Regions from separate parts of the Mus musculus genome. Here regions 2 and 3 are each linked to region 1. The links are chromatin contacts, called in public HiChIP or PLAC-seq maps. All regions are on one chromosome and are shown on one strand. Each heading gives the region's core, a stretch centred on a gene start, on an enhancer-like site or on the middle of the called end of the contact. The rest is flanking DNA. Distances are from core to core; before and after follow the strand shown.

Region 1 (3,682 bases), core at 897-3,396:
GCTGTAGTGCTTGCCTCTTAACCTGGATGCTGGGGACAGTGAACTTGAGGATGGATATTGAACTACCAGCTGATGACCTTAGGACTTTCTGTCTGAATATTGTGCATCAATACGAAGGTTTCTCACAGTGAAAAAGAGTCCTAATGGTGCTTAAAAGCACACTTGGAATTTATTTCCCCTTAATTGGATGAAGTTTCCTGAAAAACCCACGGGGCTTCCTAGAATTTTTATTAATAATTCAAGTCTCCCGGGCCACGATCCTGGCAGAACAGGATCTGTGAAGTCACTCCCACACCCCTTGTTAGGATGCTCCAGTTTTACCCTGGCTGTTGTTCTCTGTCCCAGAGCTGACTGCCTCTCCTGGCAAGTACACAGTGGCGACTCCCTCGCTGTTAATAATGAGCTGATGTATGTGACACACAGAGGCATGTGAGACAACAGGGTAGCACAGGACTGACAGCTCCAGACACTGGAAAGAGAGAATCAAATCTATAAAGAAGTCCTCTAGTTTTTATATGTAAGTTGTGGCATGCATGCAAAAGCACACGCACACACACACACACACACACACACACACACGTGAGCACACGCCACCACCACCACCACACCACCACCACCACCAAGTCCAGCATGTCATACCAACATATAGGAGGCTGAAGCAAAAAGGGTCTCAAGTTTGAAGCCAGCTTGTGTTCAAAATAGAAAATGAAATAAAGGAAGAAAGGAAGGAGAGAGGAAGAGGGGGAGAGAGGGAGGGAGAGGGAGCAATAATATATCACACCAACAAGGGGAAGATATTTGTTAAATACTTAACCTATAGAGACCTGACATCCATATTATATAAACAACTCCCACAAACCATTAAGAAGATAACCCAACTAGAAATGGGTTTATAGAAGATAGCAAAGATAAAAAACATTTTTTTTCAGAGAAAAGAAAACCAAACGGGATCAACATTCATTTATCCATAAAAGCACCTGGAAAGAGGCAGAGCCTCTGGGGTGCTGAGGAAATGAAGGGGGGCCACAGTAGGTCCATTGCATCAGGGAGCTCGGTGCTGTTTGTCTGCTACCATTGAGTGTTCATGAGGAGATACATCAATATGACCACGTGATCTGCCCTGGGATGGTCACATGATCTGCCCTGGGATGGTCACACGATCTGCCCTGGGATGGTCACATGATCTGCCCCGGGACCTATAAACTGTTGCAGTAACTTTGAGCCCAGTTGGAACCTGTGAAGCTGTCTACATGCCCTAACCTTGTGCGTTTCATGCCTCCCTGGGACAAACACTGGCACTGGAGACTGGCACCTGGTACACACAACAGCTTTGTTTATAGCAAAATAAATGCACAAAGTGGGGCTCTGTGTCCACAATGCTCAAAAACAAGTGAAGAAAATAATAAAGTTGTGGACGTAAACACAGGTAATAAAGCTACTTTTTTTTTTTTTGGTTTTTCGAGACAGGGTTTTTCTGTATAGCCCTGGCTATCCAGGAACTCACTCTGTAGACCTCGAACTCAGAAATCCGCCTGCCTCTGCCTCCCGAGTGCTGGGATTAAAGGCGTGCGCCACCACTGCCACCACTGCCACCACTGCCAGGCTCAGAAGCTACATTTTTAAAGCCAAGAAATAATAGATGTCAAGTTCAGGATAGAGGCCATGTCACTGGAGAAGGCAGCCACATGGAAGGGGAGGAGCTTAAGAGCAGACGCAGCTATGCCTACGATGCTCTAGTTCTTGTAAGCACGTATCTAGATGTCCATCTTGTTAGGATTTTCCATAATATCCATTTCTTTCTAATATAAAACTCCTAATGTATAGCGAGCCATGTGTGGTGAATCATTCAGGGGGTTTTATTGTGTTGTTTTATCATTTGAGAATTTCATACATACAAACATACATACGTACATACATACATACATACATATGTTTCTGACACGAGTAAACTCAGCCCCTCCTCTTCAATCCCTCCCCTATTTCTTCCAATTTCAAGTCCTCAGTTCTTAAACCCACTGAATCTGCTGAGGGCTGCCTGTCTGTGCACAGGCACAGGGCCAATTACTATAGCGTGGACAGCCGGCCTCCCGGGGGCTACCTCCCTACAGGAAATGAACTCGTGTGTACTCAGCAGCCATGAGTACCAATAGCTCCTCAGACTTGGGTGGGGCTTTATGAGCCCGTCTCCATCTATGCTGGGGTTTTGCCTGGCTTGACTGATCTTGTGCATAGTCAGATCCACTGTGAGTTCGTATGCAATGGCTTTGCCATATCTGTCCAACTGTTTCACTATACATGTCCGCTGCCTTGGCTCTTCTGGTATTTCTGCCTGCTCTGGGCTTTGTGGGGAAGGGATATGATCTGGACATCTGGTTCGGGGCTGAGCCCTCCACCATCCTTTTCTTTCTTTCTTTCTTTTTTTTTTTTAAGTAAATAGTAATTCTCTGGAAATTTTTACTTTTTATAACGTTACAAAATATTTTTTTGTAAAATTTTCTTCCTTCCTTCCCCTTTCTTTCTTTCTTTCTTTCTTTCTTTCTTTCTTTCTTTCTTCCTTCCTTTCTTTTAATGAATTTTGTTTGTTTGTTTCTGTTCCATTCTTTGTGTTTTGTTGGGTTTGGTCCTTAGAAAATTGGAGTCTCAGAGGCCAGGTGAAACAAGCCAGGTGGGCTGGGACCCACTGTCCCAGCAGCCACTCCCAAGACTGAGAAGGATATGGCAGGTCCTCTGCTCCTGGTGACCACACAGGGGCAGGGAGGTCCTCCATCGTAGCTTACTGTCTGCATGTTGAGCAGTTACGGGTCTCTAACAGTAACAGCAGGGAGAAGCCTCTCTCGGCTGGAGAGATGACTCAGCAGTTGAGCACTTGCTGCTCTTCGAGAGGTCCCACGTTCGGTTCCGGCATACATGTCAGGTGACTCACAGTCATCTGCCATCGCAGCTCCAAGGGATCCAACACCATCTTCTGGCTTCTGAGAACACGCGCACACAGGTTCTCACAGGCATATTTTAAGGCTTCTCTAATGAAGGTTGAGAGATGCAGTAATCTGTGGATATTATATAAAGAACTTAGAGGTCAGTTTATTCTGTGTCATTTAGCAGATTAATTAGTATTAGGTTCCTCACTGGGGTCCAGGACTTAGCCGGCCGTGTACTTGGGCCTGGTTAAGAGGGAGAAGCACGAGTGTGGAACAAACGGGCTTTGAATCTAAGCAGAGAGTGGTTGGTTACTCACATAACGTTTGTGCCAGCCTGGTGTACAGAGCGAGTTCCAGGACAACCAAGGCTACACAGAGAAACCTTGTCTCAAAAAACCAAAACCAAAACAAAACCAGAAACAAAACAAAAAATATGCTCCCCCTAACCAAACACGAAACAAAACAAAAACCAACCCGTCTGTCTGTCTGTCTGTCTATGATGCTAGTAATGGAACACAAAACCTCACTTATGCTAACCACTCTACCACTCCCAGGCCACAGTGCTATTTTTAACACACTTTCTGCTTGAAGAACTGAGCTCACTACCAGAGGAGAGAAATAATGGTGACTCACCCAGCTGTGACCCTGAGCGCTACAGTAACGACTGTCCTGGAAAGCCAAGCTCTCCAGTGCAATCGTGGCATTAACATTACGGGCATAACTAAATACTTTATGATTGGGTTTAAGGCCATTCTAGGAGATGG
Region 2 (4,041 bases), core at 1,322-3,821, 94 kb before region 1:
TGGTGCATTAGAGCAAGGGTGTTCACGTTGTAATAGTCAAAAAGCAAAGAGAGAGGAAGAAGATATTGGTTGTGCTCCCAATATCATCCTTAAGGGTCCATCCTGAAAGACCTAACTCCCTCCCACTGGGTTCTACCTTCTAAAGATCCCATTCTAGCTCCTGATGTTGGAGACCAAGCCTTCAGTCCATATGCCCTTGAGTGGCATCTCAGGTCTGTAATGCTCACTCGAAGGGCCAGTTCTAGGGCCGAGGTCTCACTAACAAGCCTCAAGCCTAACCCTTGTTTTAGTTTCTGCCTCATGATGAGGAATAATAATCTTCTCTGGAGGCGTCGAGAGGATAGGCTGAGGACACGTTGAAGACCTGTTTTGTGAGTTCTCAGGCCATAGGCACTCACAGCCTAGAGGATGTGCCTGCCCTCTGCTTCCAGCATTTCCCAGCTTCCAACAACTCAGGAGGCCGAGGCAGGAGAATTGCCTTGAGTTTGAGGACAACATAGCTACACAGTGAGTTGTAGACCAGCCGGAGTTACAGTATGAGATCTGAAACAACAACTGTAGCAACAAAATGGTGCATGGTGTGAGATTTTAATGATGAGATCTGTCTGACGAGATAGGAGGGAGAGACTGGGAAGGTGGCGGTTTCGCTGGAAAGAAGCCAAAGATGAGAACAGACAGATACCTAGGGATGGAGAAACATGGTGGGGCATGTGTCTATGTCTTCCAGTCCTTTGGGTGGGCAGAAAAATCTAGGTTTTCAAGTGTGGTGGGCCTGGCTCCTACCCTGGCCACCAGTGGCCTCTGTTTGTCACTTTTGCAGTGAGCCATCTCTCAGGGCACCTCTGTGTTTTAATCACTTCTGTCGGTTAGACTTGCCTTATAATTTGATAATTTGCCATTCGAAGCATGTGAACATGACAGGAATATATTCCCCTTAGTATAAATACAGGCGTGTCCACGAGTCAGTATGCCTAGCCATTGGAAGAGTGGTTAGAGAAGCTGTGTCCCTGTTGTTCCTACTGGGAAAGCCCTGACCACCATGTCACCTCCAACGCTGCTTGAGGGCTGAGATGTGACTCAGTGATAGGGAACTTGCCTGGCGTGGGTGAAGCCACGGGGTCTCACCAAAGAAAGCTACTTGAGAGCCACACTGAAGTCAGAAACAAGACAGACTTAGCAAGGTTTTGTGTAGGGTGTACGGCTGACGTCATCCAGAAGCATTCTAGATACAACAGCAAGTGAGTGCTGCTTACAGGGGCTGTAGTCGTCAGGGTTCTACAGAGGATACATAAGAGGAAGTATGGGTGCGGGCATAGGTGAGAGGGAGAGCTTTTCAAAGTTCTTTTTAATTATGTCTCGGCGTGATATGTGCTCATGAGTGCTGTGGTGGTGGTGGTGGGGGGGGGGGGGAAGGTGCCAGGGTCCCTGGAGCTAGAGTTACTGAAGCAGTTTTAAGTTATCTGGTGTGGGGACTGAGAACTGAACTTGGGTCTCCAGGAAGAGCATCGTGTCCTCTTAACTGCCGAGCCAGGGAGAATGATTCTTAAGGAAACAAATCTTGCAATTATGAGGGTTTCTTTGTTTTGTTTTGTTTTTTCGAGGTAATTATGAGTTTTAACAGGTCCAAACTGCAGGGGACTATCAGGACAGAGACCCAGGGAGGAGCCCATGCTGCAGTTCAAGTGTGTCCCAGTTCTAGTCAGTCCTTCAACCTGCTTTCTGCAGAGGATGCCAGTCTCATCCAAACAGCACCACAAAAGCATCTAATCAGATGTTGGACCAGTTGAGTGTTGTTGTCCAGCCCAGATGACATGTGAAACGAACCCAGTACTCAGGAGGCTGGAGAGTTTGAGGCTAGCCAGGGCTACACAGTGAAACTCTGTCTTTAAAATAATGTGGCACACACCTTTAATTTTAGCCCTTGGGAGGCAGAGATAGGCAGATTTTTATAAGTTTGAGACTAGTCTGGTCTACATAGTGAGTTCTAGACCAGCCAAGGCTAAAAGAGAGACTCTGTCTTAGAAATAACAACAACCCAACAAAACAAACAGACAACAGCAAACTAACCAAAGCCTAGGAATGTATCCAGTGGCAGAGCATTTGCCTAGCATGTGCAAGGTTCTTGGTTCGATCACCAGCATGTCATTTTTTTTAAAGATTTATTTATTTTATGTATGTGAATACACTGTAGCTGTCTTCAGACACACCAGGAGTGGGCATCAGATCCCATTACAGACAGTTGAGAGCCACCAAGTGGTTGGTGGGAATTGAACTCAGGGTCTCTGGAAGAGCAATCAGTGCTCTTAACTGCTGAGCCATCTCTGCAGCCCAAGCATGTCAATTAAAAAACAGAACAAAATGACCCTCCCAGCAGGCACCAGCCTGGGGTTCACGCCGTTCAGCATCTGGGTAAGATTGGCTCATCCTTGAGCCCCACTTCGTGGAAAATCTGAGAACTTCCCCTAGGTTTCAGAGAGCATGTGAATGGGCAGTGGGCTGGATTCTCTCGGTCAGTCTGGTTCTTGATTTCTATTTCTATCTGGGCAACCGTCTTTACACTTTCATCATTCCTGTTTGTCAACCCAGTCACCTTCTTCCTCTATTTCAAAATCCACCCCCTCATGACCTCACCCAGACACATGCATGGTGTGTGTGTGTGTGTGTGTGTGTGTGTGTGTGGTGTGAAACTTTCCAGTGATCTGGCAAGATGCTGCAGTGACCATAACTTGAAAGAGAGTATTTGATCATATGTGGTCACGTGGCACTGAGGTAGATCCACAGCTCTGGCTCCTGGTGCTCCGTGTCCATCTCTTCTGTTCCTTTTCCTTCTTTCTTAGAGGTCTCTCAGATGACAAGCACATTCCTCCTTTTCTTGGATAGTGATGTCCCACTCTCTCATTGCCAGTCTCCTTCCTCCCTTTAGGTGCTTGCAGCAGAAAGCTGCTCTATTCCAGGCATCAGATGTCTTCTTCCTTGGATGCTGTCTTAGTTAGGGACTTACTGCTGTGACCAAGGCAACTCTTGTTTGTTTGTTTGTTTTTCGAGACAGGGTTTCTCTATGTAGCCCTGGCTGTCTTGGAACTCACTTTGTAGACCAGGCTGTCCTTGAACTCAGAAATCTGCCTGTCTCTGCCTCCCGAGTGCTGGGATTAAAGGCGTGTACCACCACGCCTGGCCCAAGGCAACTCTTTAAGGACAACGTTTCACTGGGGCTGGCTTACAGGTTCAGAGGTACAGTCCTGTATCATCAAGGTTGGAGCATGGCAGTGTCCAGGCAGTCATGGTGCAGGCTAAGCTGAGAGTTCCACCTCTCCATCTGAAGGCTGCTAGCAGAATACTGACTTCCAGGCAGCTAGAGGTAGGGTCTTAAAGCCCATACCCAGAGTGACACACATACCCAGAGTGACACACCTACTCAAACAAGGCAACCCCTCCAAATAGTGCCACTCCCTGGGCCAAGCATATACAAACCATCACCGTGTCCCACAAGATTCCATCACCTCCTTTTGTCATTTTCTTTATATGGCCCACTATCCATATATAAAAATAGCTATTCTGATGCCAGGCGTGGTGGCGCATGCCTTTAATCCCAGCACTCGGGAGGCAGAGGCAGGCAGATTTCTGAGTTCAAGGCCAGCCTGGTCTACAAAGTGAGTTCCAGGACAGCCAGGGCTACACAGAGAAATTCTGTCTTGAAAAACCAAAAAAAAAAAAAAAAAAAAAAAAAAAAAAAAAGCTATTCTGATTTCTTTCATGGTAGTCTTGAGGCCTTTGGGAATATGAGGCCAGAGCAGCTCCCACAGCAGCTGGGAGTGGATAACATTTAAGGCCACCTTGAAAACTGGCCATCCCAATGCTGGCCAGGTGAGGTCACCTTCACTAGTTTAGCTTGTGGCAGGTGACTCAGTTTTGTGAGGATAGATGTCTGGTTACTTGGGCTTCAGACACCAGGCTTGACTTCAAACAACTTAATGATATACTTACCCATGTGGTTCATCTACAGGGAGAGGACGCTCTGGCCACGGGGCAGGGGGCAGGAGA
Region 3 (3,931 bases), core at 566-3,065, 110 kb before region 1:
TCTCGAAAAACAAAACAAAACAAAAAAGAGGGGGTATATATTCTATGGGGGCGTGGTGAGGTATGGGGGGGGGAAGGAGGTTCCTCCGCGGGCCCATGCTGAGGCATCCCCTTCCCCGAGGGACCAGCCACACAAAGGTATAGTATAGAATAGAGTTTATTCAGGGTATGGGGAGGGGAGTTAAGAGGGTAGTAGAGGCAGAGAAAGGCAGAGAGAGGGAGAATAGAAGAGTAGAGGCTGGCCATGAGCACATGGAGAGATGGGGAAGGGAAGAACAAGGTAGCAAGAGAGGAACAAGGAGGGAGAAAGGGGCAAGCAGTGGGTCAGGCCTACCTGGCTATTGACAGGTAACTGTGGGGCGGAGCTTAGACAGAACGCTAACAGACCCCTTCCTGAAGTCCTCTCTCGCCCCAGAGATGCGGCATGGGGCGGTCGCATCAGGTTTGAAGCTCTTTTCTCCTGCAGGCAAGCTCAGTAATCCAGGCTCTTTGCTGTGTAGTTTATGCTGCTTTAGCATCTGCAATCCTGCCTCAGGCTACTCTGTGGTGGTGCGATCATAGGTTTCCCCGCTATGCCTACGACGGTTGTTTAGGACATCTGGGCTCCTTGCGTGTACAGGAGCTCAAACCGGTCATTGAATCTCAAGACAGTCACCCTCCTGGGCACTGAAAAGACAGTGTGTGGGAAACCAGAAACCACTCACCAGCCTCTCGCTTCCTAGGGGCCAGTGGGGTGGGTGGAGGGGGTGGGGCTAGGGAAGTGGGAGGTGCTTAGGTTTGTTATGGATGTCACTGCTACCCAAAGGGTGGGTTAGTGACTCATAGCTGCTGGAGCCTACAGGTGGGGTTGAGTGAGTCACTTTTATTCCTCAAGGGAGGGCCGAGGTGGGATGGAATGGAGGGGACCACGGAGTTGGAAAGAAATGAGGGATTTATATCTGAGAATTGGAGCTGTAAGACCTTGAGAAACGAACCTTCATTTCCTGTTAGCTGACCTGTCCGTGGGAAATGATCCCTACACTCCACATTATTGTGGAATTAAATGAAAGTGTTGCTTACACAACTGAGTGTGTACTGGGCATGGTGACTCACTCCTTTACCCAGCACTGTGATCTCTGTGAGTTCAAGGCCAGCCTGGTCTACAAAGCAAGTTCCATTTCAGCAGGGCTGTCACACAGAGAAACCCTGTCTCAAAAATAACAACAACAATAACATAAAAAAATCCACCATAAACCAAGAAACAAACTACAAATAGCGGTAGTGCCATCGCTTAAATCTTCATTTAGTTCCTGAAAACAGGCAGGGTAATAATATCTACTTCCTTTAGAGATTAAGGGCATTAAATAACGTATGCAAACTCTCTGCACAATGGTATTGGGTAAACGTTGTCCATTTTCATCAGCTGGGGGGGGGGGGTGTCACTGGTTTGTCAATGAATTCTCTGCTGTCTTAAGACCAAAAGGAGAAATGAGTCTGAGGGGTGACAATTAGGCTGCATTAGGTTGGGACCAGGCCAGCAATCCACTTGCGCCCGAATTGTGAGCCTACTAGGTGCTCACATGCTCATATTTGGTGTCACGCCTCCACAGAGGGCTCGAAAGAGATGAAAACCAACTGATAAGGAAGTGTTTGTGCTTGCCTCCTTCCTTTGAACCTCAAATTTATCTAAATAGAGATCTAACTTGGAACCAGGGTCCCAGGTTGCGCTTTCTGATGTGGCCTCCAGGGGGCGCATCCCCTTTGGGGCGCTCTGTGTGGCCGTGGAAGCTGCGGTGACTGTCGGAGGCAGGAGGATGAGTCAGCCTCCGAGGCTTCCGGCGTCCATTGGGTCCTGCTGCCCGCTCGGCCGCGCCCTGCCCGCGGGCTCCCGCCCGAGTCACCCTCTGGTATGGACCTGCAGCTCTGCAGGAGCTCAGGCCTTCCTTGCTGCCTGGGGGCAATATGGCCAGCCCTCTGGAGTGGTGGGCTTCCCGCGGGCGTGTGACCCCTCTCTCCACAGGGCCAGGGATTGCTTCCCTGCCCAAGTTCCAGGGCTTCAGGGCCCCGGGGCTGGCATGGGATGTGCTAGGACTGGGCAGCAGGAGGGACATCACGGAGGAAAATTTGCCACTATTCTCCACTTGGGGAGCCATGGAGCCTGGCCAGTTCCTCTGGATCCCCAAGAGTGTTCTCCCTCTGCTTAAAGTCAGAAAGAACAGACACCCCACCCCCACCCCCACCCCCCCACCCCCACCCCCGCGCTCCCATGCCCCTAGCCCTTTCCCTTGGCTTCTAGCTACAGATTTAGAACAGGGCTTGAGACTAGCTCAGCCAGTGTGGATGGTAAATTGGAAGATTTGGTTGATTCTGGGAGGGCCTCCCAATGAGTCACCATCCCTGGGAAGAGGTAACTCCCAGATGCCCAGGAGCTATCGGCCTCCCACTCAAGAGGAACTTGGAAGTAATGTCTAGCACAGAACACCTAACATTGTATATATATAGTAATGTCCATATTATTATATATGTATACTTTTAGATAGAAAGTTATAATTAAAATACATGAATCATATAGATCTCTGTGCATGTATACACATGTACTTTACAGGGCACCTCCTGTAAACTAGCTGTTGTCCCAGTGGCTCTACAGGAATTAATTATCTCAGACAGTTTTCACAGGACACTGGGGCATACGTACTATTATTGTTCCCATATGGTAGCTGAGGAAGTCTGAGCTCAGAGAGTAACTTTTGAGTGGGTGTGATGTCTGTCTGTAAACCAAGCAATTGGGTGGTAGAATCAGGAGGGCCAGTGTAACAGGCTCCAGACTGTAGCATAACTGACTCCATATTGGAAGAGCCATTCACTCAGCACGTAGACAGCATCACCTGCCAAAACCGTAAACAAAGACCTAATCCATCAAAGTCCATAGTCATGGGAACGTCTCTAAATGTGCTCACCCGGCTTTTGGGTGGCTGTAGTTCTGCTTCTGGCTAACTGTTCTTGCTAACTGAAGTGTGTCAACCCAGGACAAGTGTGTGTGTGTGTGTGTGTGTGTGTGTGTGTGTGTGTGTGTGTGTGCTTAAAAGCTCACCCCGACAGAGACTTGGGGCTACACTATGGGATCCTGAATGCCTGTGTAGCCATGTGCCAGCTAATGAAGATTCTATTGGCTTAAACCCATGCCCAGGCAGTCTTCTCTGGTGGATACCCCACAACATCAGGAGTTCAGGACTCTTCTCAGCTATGTGCTGAGCTGAAAGTCCACCCAGGATACATGAGACTTTGTTTGGAGGGGGGGAAGGGGGGAGGGGAAGGGGAGGAGGAGGAGGAGGAGATGAGGAGGGGTGGAGGAGGAGGAGGAGATGAGGAGGGGTGGAGGAGGAGGAGATGAGGAGGGGTGGAGGAGGAGGAGATGAGGAGGGGTGGAGGAGGAGGAGGAGATGAGGAGGGGTGGAGGAGGAGGAGATGAGGAGGGGTGGAGGAGGAGGAGATGAGGAGGGGTGGAGGAGGAGGAGGAGATGAGGAGGGGTGGAGGAGGAGGAGATGAGGAGGGGTGGAGGAGGAGGAGATGAAGAGGGGTGGAGGAGGAGGAGATGAGGAGGGGTGGAGGAGGAGGAGATGAGGAGGGGTGGAGGAGGAGATGAGGAGGGGTGGAGGAGGAGATGAGGAGGGGTGGAGGAGGAGGAGATGAGGAGGGGTGGAGGAGGAGGAGGAGATGAGGAGGGGTGGAGGAGGAGGAGGAGGAGATGAGGAGGGGTGGAGGAGGAGGAGGAGATGAGGAGGGGTGGAGGAGGAGGAGGAGATGAGAAGGGGTGGAGGAGGAGATGAGGGGTGGAGGAGGAGGAGATGAGGAGGGGTGGAGGAGGAGGAGGAGGAGATGAGGAGGGGTGGAGGAGGAGGAGGAGATGAGGAGGGGTGGAGGAGGAGGACAAGATGAGGAGGGGTGGAGGAGG

What was found. HiChIP or PLAC-seq counts read pairs in DNA pulled down with a chosen protein or histone mark.
Region 2: a contact with region 1 is called in an H3K4me3 HiChIP or PLAC-seq map of bone marrow-derived macrophages, with 4 times the contacts expected there. The contact joins two enhancer-like sites. A contact is called at or near these places in 1 of 484 Hi-C or Micro-C datasets (bone marrow-derived macrophages), 6 of 115 datasets of contacts at active chromatin or transcription factors (the HPC-7 cell line, bone marrow-derived macrophages, embryonic stem cells and 2 more) and 2 of 9 other capture datasets (adipose tissue and liver).
Region 3: a CTCF HiChIP or PLAC-seq map of the NIH/3T3 cell line shows a contact between it and region 1, with 25 read pairs. The contact joins two enhancer-like sites. A contact is called at or near these places in 1 of 15 datasets of contacts at CTCF or cohesin (the NIH/3T3 cell line), 6 of 484 Hi-C or Micro-C datasets (bone marrow-derived macrophages, colorectal tumor organoids, embryonic stem cells and 2 more), 19 of 115 datasets of contacts at active chromatin or transcription factors (CD8 T cells, the HPC-7 cell line, T-cell acute lymphoblastic leukemia and 10 more) and 4 of 9 other capture datasets (adipose tissue, bone marrow-derived macrophages, liver and 1 more).

The regions. Positions count from the first base shown.
Region 1 is chr6:125,537,510-125,541,191 of GRCm38.p6, forward strand. No RefSeq gene overlaps it. Among named protein-coding and RNA genes, the nearest start is that of Gm33144, 3.3 kb to the right of the region's middle. Within about 2 kb of position 2,147, at least 13 of the 459 cell types and tissues checked have an H3K27ac peak or open chromatin away from gene starts, as enhancers often do. A contact at or near this core is called in the HPC-7 cell line, the NIH/3T3 cell line, bone marrow-derived macrophages and 1 more, where this site is marked.
Region 2 is chr6:125,443,015-125,447,055 of GRCm38.p6, forward strand. The region is part of intron 4 of Gm32673 (a long non-coding RNA gene); the gene reads left to right. Among named protein-coding and RNA genes, the nearest start is that of Gm32673, 14 kb to the left of the region's middle. Within about 2 kb of position 2,572, at least 52 of the 459 cell types and tissues checked have an H3K27ac peak or open chromatin away from gene starts, as enhancers often do. A contact at or near this core is called in bone marrow-derived macrophages, where this site is marked.
Region 3 is chr6:125,424,781-125,428,711 of GRCm38.p6, forward strand. No RefSeq gene overlaps it. Among named protein-coding and RNA genes, the nearest start is that of Gm32673, 4.2 kb to the right of the region's middle. Within about 2 kb of position 1,816, at least 357 of the 459 cell types and tissues checked have an H3K27ac peak or open chromatin away from gene starts, as enhancers often do. A contact at or near this core is called in the HPC-7 cell line, the NIH/3T3 cell line, bone marrow-derived macrophages and 1 more, where this site is marked.